Regions from separate parts of the Anas platyrhynchos genome. Here region 1 is linked to region 2. Evidence: chromatin contacts called from public Hi-C data. All regions are on one chromosome and are shown on one strand. The core of a region is the stretch at or near the end of the contact, and the rest is flanking DNA. Distances in the headings are between cores, read along the strand shown. Region 1 overlaps GAK (cyclin G associated kinase). Region 2 overlaps GAK (cyclin G associated kinase).

What was found. Hi-C and Micro-C count contacts between places; a contact is called where the count stands out from the background.
Region 1: a Hi-C map of small yellow follicle shows a contact between it and region 2, with 2.7 times the contacts expected there. The contact joins two enhancer-like sites. A contact is called at or near these places in 2 of 8 Hi-C or Micro-C datasets (F1 follicle and small yellow follicle).

What each region holds. Positions count from the first base shown.
Region 1 is chrZ:54,375,165-54,380,168 of IASCAAS_PekinDuck_T2T, reverse strand. It overlaps GAK (cyclin G associated kinase), which reads right to left. Exons shown (of 28, transcript XM_027446921.3): 14 at 4,115-4,237; 15 at 3,132-3,265; 16 at 1,140-1,334; 17 at 1-27. Among named protein-coding and RNA genes, the nearest start is that of GAK, 43 kb to the right of the region's middle. Within about 2 kb of position 3,373, at least 3 of the 8 cell types and tissues checked have an H3K27ac peak or open chromatin away from gene starts, as enhancers often do. A contact at or near this core is called in small yellow follicle, where this site is marked.
Region 2 is chrZ:54,341,505-54,346,790 of IASCAAS_PekinDuck_T2T, reverse strand. It overlaps GAK (cyclin G associated kinase), which reads right to left. Exons shown (of 28, transcript XM_027446921.3): 2 at 765-826. Among named protein-coding and RNA genes, the nearest start is that of GAK, 9.2 kb to the right of the region's middle. Within about 2 kb of position 4,025, at least 2 of the 8 cell types and tissues checked have an H3K27ac peak or open chromatin away from gene starts, as enhancers often do. A contact at or near this core is called in small yellow follicle, where this site is marked.

The sequences.
Region 1 (5,004 bases), core at 2,124-4,623, 34 kb before region 2:
GCTTTCCCATCTTCAATTTTGAATTCCCTGAAGAAAAAGCATATCCACATTTGCACTATATTTTTCTGAAGCTGGATTATTTCCTTATGCTTAGTTTTCTTTCCCCAAGCCCTTCCATATCAACCCATGAAATTCCACCGTAAATTCTTAACTACGAATGAAGGAATGCACTCTAAGTGATTAAAACTTAAAAATTGCTCTTGTCACTTGCTTTGTCAAAAGCAAGTAGTTGACAAGCAGCAGTTGCCCAAAACAGAGCTACAGATGCATTTAGACTCATAACTCTCAAATCAAATATATGAGGAATATGCTTCTTAGGAACTGCTGTAAAAATGCAAGAGCACAATTAGAACAGTGGCCAACAGACTGGGAATTATGAAAGCTATTCCAAAGAAAGGTGAAAAGAAACTGTAGCTATACTGTTACACAATACTGGTAACCAATAAGTTAGGATCCCCACTGAGATACAGTAGTCCAAAAAAAAGGAAGATATTTTAACACTCCGTAGCTGTTTCTGTTGCTCCCTCTCCAAGTTCATAACAAATTTTTACTGGGCTTGGGTTTTTAAGAAAACTGGAAGGACTTGGGCATTCTTACCTTACCTCCACTTGTGACTGACTGCCAGATAGAATTGCTAGTATGATTTATAGCTGCAACATTGCATTACATCAGCAGGCACCAGAGTTACCCTGGATATACCAGAATTAAGTGCTTTCCTTACAGCTATGGCAGCTGGTGAATGCTTACTGCACAACTGCATCACAAAGTTCAGTCTTAGTGGTGTTGGTACACCACCCCAACTACATGTGCAGCAAAGATCAGTCTTCCTAGTTTCATGCTATTCCATGTGCTATAGAGTAGGTCTTGTTCAACTTTGTTTCCCAAAGCCCACAGTGTAATATGCCACTCCACTGTGATCCACACTTTCTGTGCAGACACCTTCAAACTCTTTTTTAACCACTTTGTCTCTTCCCCATGATTTACCTTTCAGGATCAACTAAAATGGGATAGAGGAGCTCCATGTATTTAAGCTGCTCTCTGCTCAACCAGCCCAAAAATCATATTTTCTCCTCATAGTAAAGACTTCTTATTTAAGTTAAAGGAAAACTTAATGTTCAGTTTTCATAACCTATACTTACTTCATTTTGTCATATTCCTGGGAGGTAGTAGCTACTCTTTCATCCCCAACATATACTTCACAAAAAGGCCTGCAGCCGTTACGCTGCTTACTGAAAAGAGGAACTGGAGTCATGATGATTGATTTAATAAGGATTGGCTTGCTGTGAGGAATAATTGGTTCTTCAGCCATCATGTCACACATGTATTCAATATATCTGTTAAAAACAAAAGGTTAGATCAGAGAACGAAATCATAAAAACAGGGGCACACAAGTTACTTTTGTTAATACCCAGCCACCCAGCAATAACTCGTGGTAATAGAACTGGAAACATGTAACAGCACTTCCTGGAAACAGATTTTTCAATTTGATAGAATTTGACAAAAGGAGAACAAAATAGAAACGTGAGGAAATACTTATGATACTTAACTGGTCTTTCTAAGGACAGCAACACAATTTCTGCAGGAAAATCTAATAGCTCCACCACAGCAGAAAAATATGCTGTTCAGACAATTGAATACAGCACCACATATGAAATCACCTGTGCCTTTGTTTCACCTTACAGACAATGCTAGCCTCTGCCTCAGGTCTATAGCTTTACATTTATTCACTTGTAAAACAAGCTAGCCACTCTTCCCAAAGGCCTCAGCTACAACACCCCACTAAGAGAACTGTTCACTGATATTTTACACAAAATGGACTAAAGTTACAGCAGTTCTGAAGCTAGTAACTCAAAGCTTCCTAACAGCACTTTACACATCAGGCTACCTTTATGTTTATCCTCTTTTATGACCTACCCTGTACAGGACCCATTAAATATACCCAGAAAAAATTTGTACAACTTCATAATTTGTCAGTTACTCTTCACTAATCTTTACTTCTCACCTTTCTAAATTTAATCTTTTTTTTTTTTTTTTTGTAGGAAAAACATTTAATACCACAGTCACTTGCTCTGGAGACTTAATTGTTACAAGATTGTACTGGGTCTAGCTGGAATGTTAACTTTTCCGGCAGCAGCCCATACAGTGCTGCTGTATGGGCTCACACTCAGCAATAAAAGGTGGAAACAAGAAGAGGGGAGGGGTGGGCTCTCGTTGAAAAAACGTCAGTCCTCCTCTCGAACACCGGCTAGAACACCGGCTATGTGCATTGAGGCCCTGCTTCAAGGATGTGGTCAATCATCACCCATTTGTGGGAAGTAGAGAGTAATTTCTTTCCTCTGCACTTCCATATAGCCTTCATTTATTTTATTCGTTTGTTTTCCTCCCTTCTTTTTATTTTTCCCTTTCCCCCTCCCTTTTCCCCTTTCTCTTTTTATTTCCCTTTAGTTAAATTGTTTAGTTCATAATAATCTTTATTTAATTATTATTTCCCTTCAATTAAATTATCCTTATCTCAACCCGTGAGTTGTTCTTTGCTTTACTTCTCCCCCTCCTCATCTAAAAGAGGTGGAGTGAGAGAGTGGTTGTGGGGTTTAGCTGCCCAGCACGGTAAAACCACCACAAAGATCTATCAAATTAATTCCAATACCTAGTTTCATATATTCTGACAAATATTCCAGTCATCTGCATGCACTCCTTTAAAAAACAGAAGGCATTTTTATCTGAACAAGAAATTATTACTCTTTCCAACAGAACTTGCTGTGGTCTGACACACTATAACTTACCATGTAGTAAGCTGGTGCACGTGGAATATAACGTCATCTACATGTGGAAGAGGATTTTATACTAAAGACAGCATTCGAAAGCACTGCATACCCTCGTTTTCACTCCTAACACTGCTTCACTACATACGATTCAGTTGTGATAACACCGTGAGTAATTAAGGTCTCAAACTACTCACAGAACTGCTTTATCTACTTACAATACATTTGTTTTTCCAAGTATTTTGTTGTTTTAACACAGACACTGTTGAAATAATTTATCCTAAAAAGGACCCTGTAAAAATAGTAGCATATTCACAATTGCACAAATACTTGCTTCAATAGTACCCTACAAACAGACCAATAGCATACCTTTTATGAGAAGGCCAAATACCAGGCGGACATCTTTTCATACTAAACATATAAACTGCAGCTTCAGCAGTCGTGAAGAGACGACAAAAACACAGAAAAGAACAAACTACAACAGCAGATGCGGCTCTTCCATCCTACAAGAAAATTGTAAATCAGAAAACATTTTTTGCTCCCCAAGGCTACTTTGCCTTATCCCTCCTATATAATGACTACTATATTACATGCAAGCGTTGCGGTTTAACCCGGCTGGCAGATAAGCACCCCACAGCCATTCGCTGCCCCTCCCTCCTCCCCTTCTGGGATATGGAAGAGAATCAAAAGAAAAAGAAGCCAGTGGGCTGAGATAGAAACAGTTTCTTAGGACAGAAAAGAAAGGAAAATAACGATAATAATACTACTAAGAATAATTTGTGCAAAAGCGATGCGCAATTGCTCACCACCTGTAGGCCATTGTTCAGTCGATCCCCCAGCAGCCAGTACCCCCCACCCCAGCCAGCCACCCCTATATATTGTCCAGCATGACATCAGGTGGCATGGCACATCCCTTTGGCCAGTTTGGGTCAGCTGTCCTGGGTCTGTCCCCTCCCAGCTGCACCCCCAGCTTGCCCACTGGCAAGACAGAGCAAGAAGCTGAAACGTCCTTGACTTAGTGTAAGCACTGCTCTGCAACAATTAAAACATTGGTGCATTATCAACTTTATTCTCATCCTAAATCCAAAACACAGCACCATAACTGCTACCAGGAAGGAAATTAACTCTATCCCAGCTGAAACCAGAACAGCAAGGAAGAGCTACATCATCCCACTAACTGCCTAAAAAGAAAATTTATGGAAATAATTTATTAATACATAGCAGGATGGAATTCCCTCCAGGCCCTACAGTGAGGAAAACCAGGAATATTCACGAACTGTGTGATACTAGCATCCTTAATCACTACCTAAAGCTGGATTGAGCAAAACACTTGAGACAAACCAATTACTTACAAGGCAGTGCACAATGCAAACGTTTTTCTGATCTTGTTTCAGCCATAAATGCATGTTCTTGCATATACTGTAGAGATTCTGAAGATTTGGTGCTCGCCTTGCTGGCCAGCCACATTCAGAAACCTGAAATGAGAGATCCAGCCAAAGTGACAAACAACATGACAGTCACATATTTGCACAGCATAAACTATGTGTATAAAACGAAATTTTGCACTTGAATGCCATCTCTGTGCAGAAATTAAGCGAAGTGCCCCTCCCAGAAATAGTATTGCACACTACAAGCATCATGTTATAGGATCAAACACAGCAGCCCTCTGGTCTGTTCCAGTCTGAAGGATCAACAACATAAGATTTTTTTCCTCGGAGAAAATTTCAGGTTGTAAAAGCTTTCAACCTGAGTAGTTCACGTTTTTAAGGAAAATGTTAGATTCAGTATGTTTTTACTTGTGTCCTTTACTCAAAGAGCCTCAACAGTTCAGTAATACTCCTTCTGCAATTAGTTTTACAAAAGACTGCCAAATAATTGCTTCACTGCTCAGCCTCTGTACTCTTACAGCCATCTGCCTGATAAGAACGCAGTACATGAGAAGCCTGATCCGTGAGAACCTGCAACTCAGAGAGCAAAGGCTCTATCAGGACCAAGCGAACAACTTGCAAAGCAACCTTTTTCTTTTTAGACAGGACTGAAAATGAAGGTGAAAGACCGAGTTTACTATCAGCCACACGTCTTCTCAAACAGAAGAGCTCAAAGGTTACTCAGATTAATTACCTGAACTATCACAAGAAGTTCTCAATGAGATGCCAAGCTCAGGAAAAAAGACTACAAGAGATAATGTGACATATGATGTCATCTATAAATTAAAATACTAGAGTACAGTGAAAAGCTAAAA
Region 2 (5,286 bases), core at 2,776-5,275:
CATACTACGGTAACAAAGCATGCTACTAAAGCATGCTTTATGGTAACAAGCTTTGTTATTGTAGGATGTGGTATGGAAAAAAAACAGAGCAAGTCATTTTCAGTTGTGTAATGCCACCTTACTGCTCCCAACTCTTGTACTACTACTCTTTTCCCCTTCCTCCCCAAAACAGATATCTCCTTTCTGATATAGGCACAGAACATCCCTACTCCAAGACTGAAGTCATTTTGTAGGAAACAAGTGACAAGTGTGATTTTTTCCAGCAACGTATGACAGAGTAAATGATTTCATTTTATTGTCCTCCCCACAACACTTGTTTGTTAGCTGTCAAATGATTATTTTAAGCCTTCAGAACATGAGAATCCAGAGGAGCATCTCTGAAAAGTGCACTGCTAAATGGGTGAAAGTATGGAACATTTTAAACATTTTAATTTTAATATGAAAATGTTCCAGGTTCTTTATATCCACGCAACAAAACCCCAGGGCAGAGTCATGAACTTCTGCATAAGACCAAAATAAAATAAGGCACACAGCACTATTACTTAATACAGTAACTCCTGTTTTTGTTATGTAAGTATAAAATGCAGGGTCCTAAGATTAATGACAGTTCTAAATATGGGTATAGTGCAGTACAAACACCACTGTATCATTCTGGATTTTTCCAAATGCCTTGTTCAGTGGAATATATCAAGAAATAACTATCATCCTAAAGTATTAGGGAAAGATGGACGTTGCAAACCTGGAGTTAAATAAATTCATTTTACCTTTAAAGCATATTCTTTGCCACTTCCAAGATCCTGAGCTTCGTAGACAAAAGCAAAACCACCTGCAAGACAAAGACTCTTTAAGTCAGTTTTAATTTTCAGCATTCAGATAAATCAATTTTTAAATACACACATTAGCTTGGTTAGAATAAAGAAGCTTTACTGAATGTAAGTATATGTATTTTTTGATGCCAATAGTATATGTAAGCTACATACAAGAGCAGTACTTGCTTTCTTTTGCACATGTCTTTTGCCCCACCAGCTTTGTAACTGTTCTGCGTTTTGTTAGCCTGCACATGCGGATTTTTTTTTTTAAACAAGCACATATAAAAACAACATTTGCTACAGCCTATATACTGAATGATTTTAACTAAACTATTCTTGTTTGCTTATTTGTTTTTATTATTAGTCTTGCCATTAAAAAAAATAACCAAGGGAGTTTAAAATTTTAAATACAAATCTCTTTGTATGTTTAGGATAACTACCACACTTTAGTGTTCATATTAAAAGCCCAAAGCATTTTCAAGCACTGAAGCACACATTTCCACTACCACATAAAGTATGATGTTGTCACTAATCTGAAATTTAATCATTCCTTATACCATTTCTATTTTTCCTGTGAATACCTTCCTCGGGGTTACATCAACAGTGTGGTTGCACACTCACTCTCCACCTATTGCAGCAAATGCCTGGTGGACTAAAAGCCAACCACAGCAAGTGACAAACTTGAGCTGAGTTGCCTTTCTACACCATAAGTATAAATTCTATTCTCATTCAAATACCTAGTGACGTCCTCTCTAGAAGTAATTTGGAAAATAAGCCCAGATGTCAGTGACCTAGAAAATTTCACTGGTCAAAAGGTCTAAGAGAACAGGGTAAGGAATAAAAATGTCAGGCAAGAAATAAGCTGACAAGGCACTTTTTAAAAGATGCATGATCCAAATAACTAGTTATACTAGTGCCCAGTACCTTTTCTCTATGGATGAGGAACATTAACATGAGGCTGAAGCAAACACTTATGTGCCTCATGCAATTCAATGAGATTGAAGGCTTTTCAAGAAGTACCCTCAAAAGTGTCACACTGTAATCAGCCATCACGTACTCACTTTTTAAACTCCACAGCTCCCAAATGTTACCACCAACATACCCTGTTACTGTGCCATAAGCAGCAACAGCAAGATCTGAATGAATCACAGGCTCCCCGATACTCAGTTCTTTTACAGTACAATTTTATGCAGAAACCACAAAACCAAAACCCCAGTAGCAAGGAGAACAAGATAAAGAGTAACTACAGCACTAAAGAAGAGTGAAAGTATCAATGGTATCAAAGAGGACAGACAGTACCCCCTGCTAGAGTACTTCAGTCCTCCCTCACAGGCCTGCTTTGTGTTTATCCATTTATTTTGGTCCTTTTCCTAAAAGCAGGTTTGCTGCTTTCCACATGCCCTCAGTACAAGTGTTCTGGTTGGCAACTGCGATCACACACCTGAATTTGGGATGCTGATGGGGGCAGGGGCTGGAGACAGAATGCAGTGCATGCCACCATCCTCGTGTACGACCTGAGGAGGTTTTGGCTCCTTTCTGAATCAGAACATAGGCAATAAAACCAGAGCCAATCAGCTACGACTGCTGCTTACAGATTTCATAGCACTAGTGAAACAAGCAAGGTAATCCACGGGCCATCCCTGGACTGAAGCTAGGTGCTGGGAAGCCACAGCCCATACTCAGTTTTCCCCACCAGTTCCCTGCTCACAGCACGAGGCATGACCCAGGGTTCAGAGCCCACCATTGCAGTCAGCAGGCCACATACACCAGGCACCGTGCTGCAGTGGTACTGCCTCCACACCTCTCTGCTACACAGACCTCACAGGGAAAGCACTGCTGGACCTGCAGCAGAAAGTCTTTGCATGCGTCTTGATAAATATCTCCTGGCCTTATTCTAATAGCCCTGCAAACGGCACATTGAAAAAATGCATGCTTTAGTTTACAAAGCTGGGGGCTTCTGATGGCACAGTTTTCTACTACAGGAAGTTACCACGCAGTTTTCTGGACAGGACTCAAGTGTCAAATGGTGACAGTGGCACCCCAGGTGACTGAACAGTTACTTTGCATGCTCAGCTGCAACTGGCAAGTGTTCTCTGAGTGCTGAAAGGGGGTAAGTCCAAAGGTATTTCAAGCACACACCTCGCTAACACTGCCACAAACACCAATGTCCATGCATCTACACAGATGCACTCCAAAATACAGCTTATGCTTCACCCAAAAGCATCAAATGATGCCTTCGGATTTGCACAGGTGACAGAATCAATACATCAGAACTAACTCACACCAAACAGTAAATCGAAAGAAGCAACTTGATTAAAATATTGATAGCTTGAGGGTATACAAATAGTTTAAAGGTAACACTTATTTTAGTAATTATACCAAAAATCAAGCACAGCAATGCTAAATACATTAAGTACACTGCACTTTTCAGAACCCCAAACAAAAGCCAGCCAGCTGGTATTATGCTTGGTTAAATTCTCTTTATCAGGCTCATTTTATAAATAAAGTACCTTTCACTGCTACAGGGCTTAATCTGATCCTTTACAGCTATATGCCTGTCAAACACCAATTTTAAGTTTCTCATTCAGTTATTTCATTCTGTTTCACCTGAACACAGTTTGGTTCCATACAATATTATCTATCCATTCTTAACTGCAGTAGTACAGCTGATACTAATTTTATGTCTATAGATTTTCTGGGAAACAAAAAGTCTGGTGAGAAGTTGTGAAGCTACTTATTTACTTGGTCCAGCCACCTATTTTCGATAAAAGCAATTATTTTCAAAAATAAAAAAGACAAAATGTGTCCTACTGCTTCATTACTAGAAGCAGTTTTATTTAGAATTTGATACTAGCTTCCTTGTAGAGCTAGCCTGTTCAAGCAGTTTAAACATACCCTGAATAGAAACAACTTCACTGGCTAAACTTCTTTGCCATGACCAAGACAGTAAGTAATACAATTTGCAAAAAAAAAAAAAAAAAAAAAAGCAGTTTCATCTGTGTAGGGCTTTCACCCTGCTCTGCTGGGTCGCTGAACTTCCCCACAACTTCTTTCTCTCTCCCTCCACAAAGGGAACGGGGAAGAAAATACAATGGCAAAGGGCTCAGGGGGTAAGATAAGGATGGGGAGATCACTCAACAACTACTATCACGGTCAAAACAGACTCAGCATGAGGGAGGTTAATACAATTTTTTGCCTATCACTAGCAGACTAGAACCATGAGAACGAAAAGCAAACCAAAAAACATCTTCCCTCCATCCACCCTCCTCCACTTTCTCCCTTGGGAACGGGGGCGGTAGTGCTTCATCTCTGAGCCTGCGGGGGCTGCCCACAGGCAGCAGCTGCTCTTCAAGAACTGCTCCAGACATGGGTCCATCCCACAAGGTCCCCAAGAGCAAACTGCTCCAGCACGGGTCCCCCACGGGTGGGGGCAGCTCCCCTCAGACCCCCTGCTCCTGCGTGGGCTCCTCTCCATGGGCTGCAGCTCCGGCCCGGGGCCTGCTCCTGCGGGGGCTCTCCATGGGCCGCAGCCTCCTCCAGGCCACATCCACCTGCTCTCAGGGTTTTTTTTTTCCTTTCCTTCAGTCTGCTCTCCCAGAGGCCCACCCAGCATCGCTCCCTGGCTCAACTCTGGCCAGCAGCAGGTCCCTTTGGAGCTGGCTCTGCTCTGACATGGGGCAGCTGCTGGGCTCTGCTCACAGAGGCCACCCCTGCAGCCCCTGCTACCAAATCCTTGCCACAAAATAAATAAATAAATAAATAAATAAATTCCACCCCTTGCCTCAATGAAAAGCATATTTAAGAGTGATCACAACACACTCTTACTTCACAATCAACCTTCACGAAGTTCACATACATCAAAAAGAATTCCCCACACCAAAATAAACATAAGATCACCACAACACTGACAAAGTGCACAATTTGCACATGCTCCACCCCTCATCCTTTCACCACAGTACTGAAACGCATTCTTCACAATTATTTAAGTTATTCTCAACTATTACATTAATAAACAGCATCCAGCCCCTGTTTTGCCTGTTACTTCTCTCAGTTATCATCCTTATCTCAACCTCCTGGAGCCCCACATTTGGAGCCTTTTTGGGCACCAGCAAGGACTGTGGTGGTTGTACCCTGCTGAGCAGCTGAAATCCACCACAGCCGCTCCCTCACTGCCCCTCCTCAAAGAAAAAGGGGGAGAAAATGGGAGGGGAAGGGCCCAGGGGTTGAGATAAGGACAGGGAGAACACTCACCACCGATCTACATGGGGCAAACAACACAACCTACCCAACTATATCCACACCAGGGATTTCCCTGTCAGTCATGTCAGCCAAGGACCACGTCCCTGCACCAACATACCCGAATAAGCAAACACCTCCACTGCAGACCAACCGATGCAAACAAGGAAATGAAAGTTAAGGACAGAAGGACTACTTCAGTTTCTTTCCTAGGGGTGCAGAAAGGAGTTTTGTTTTGGGT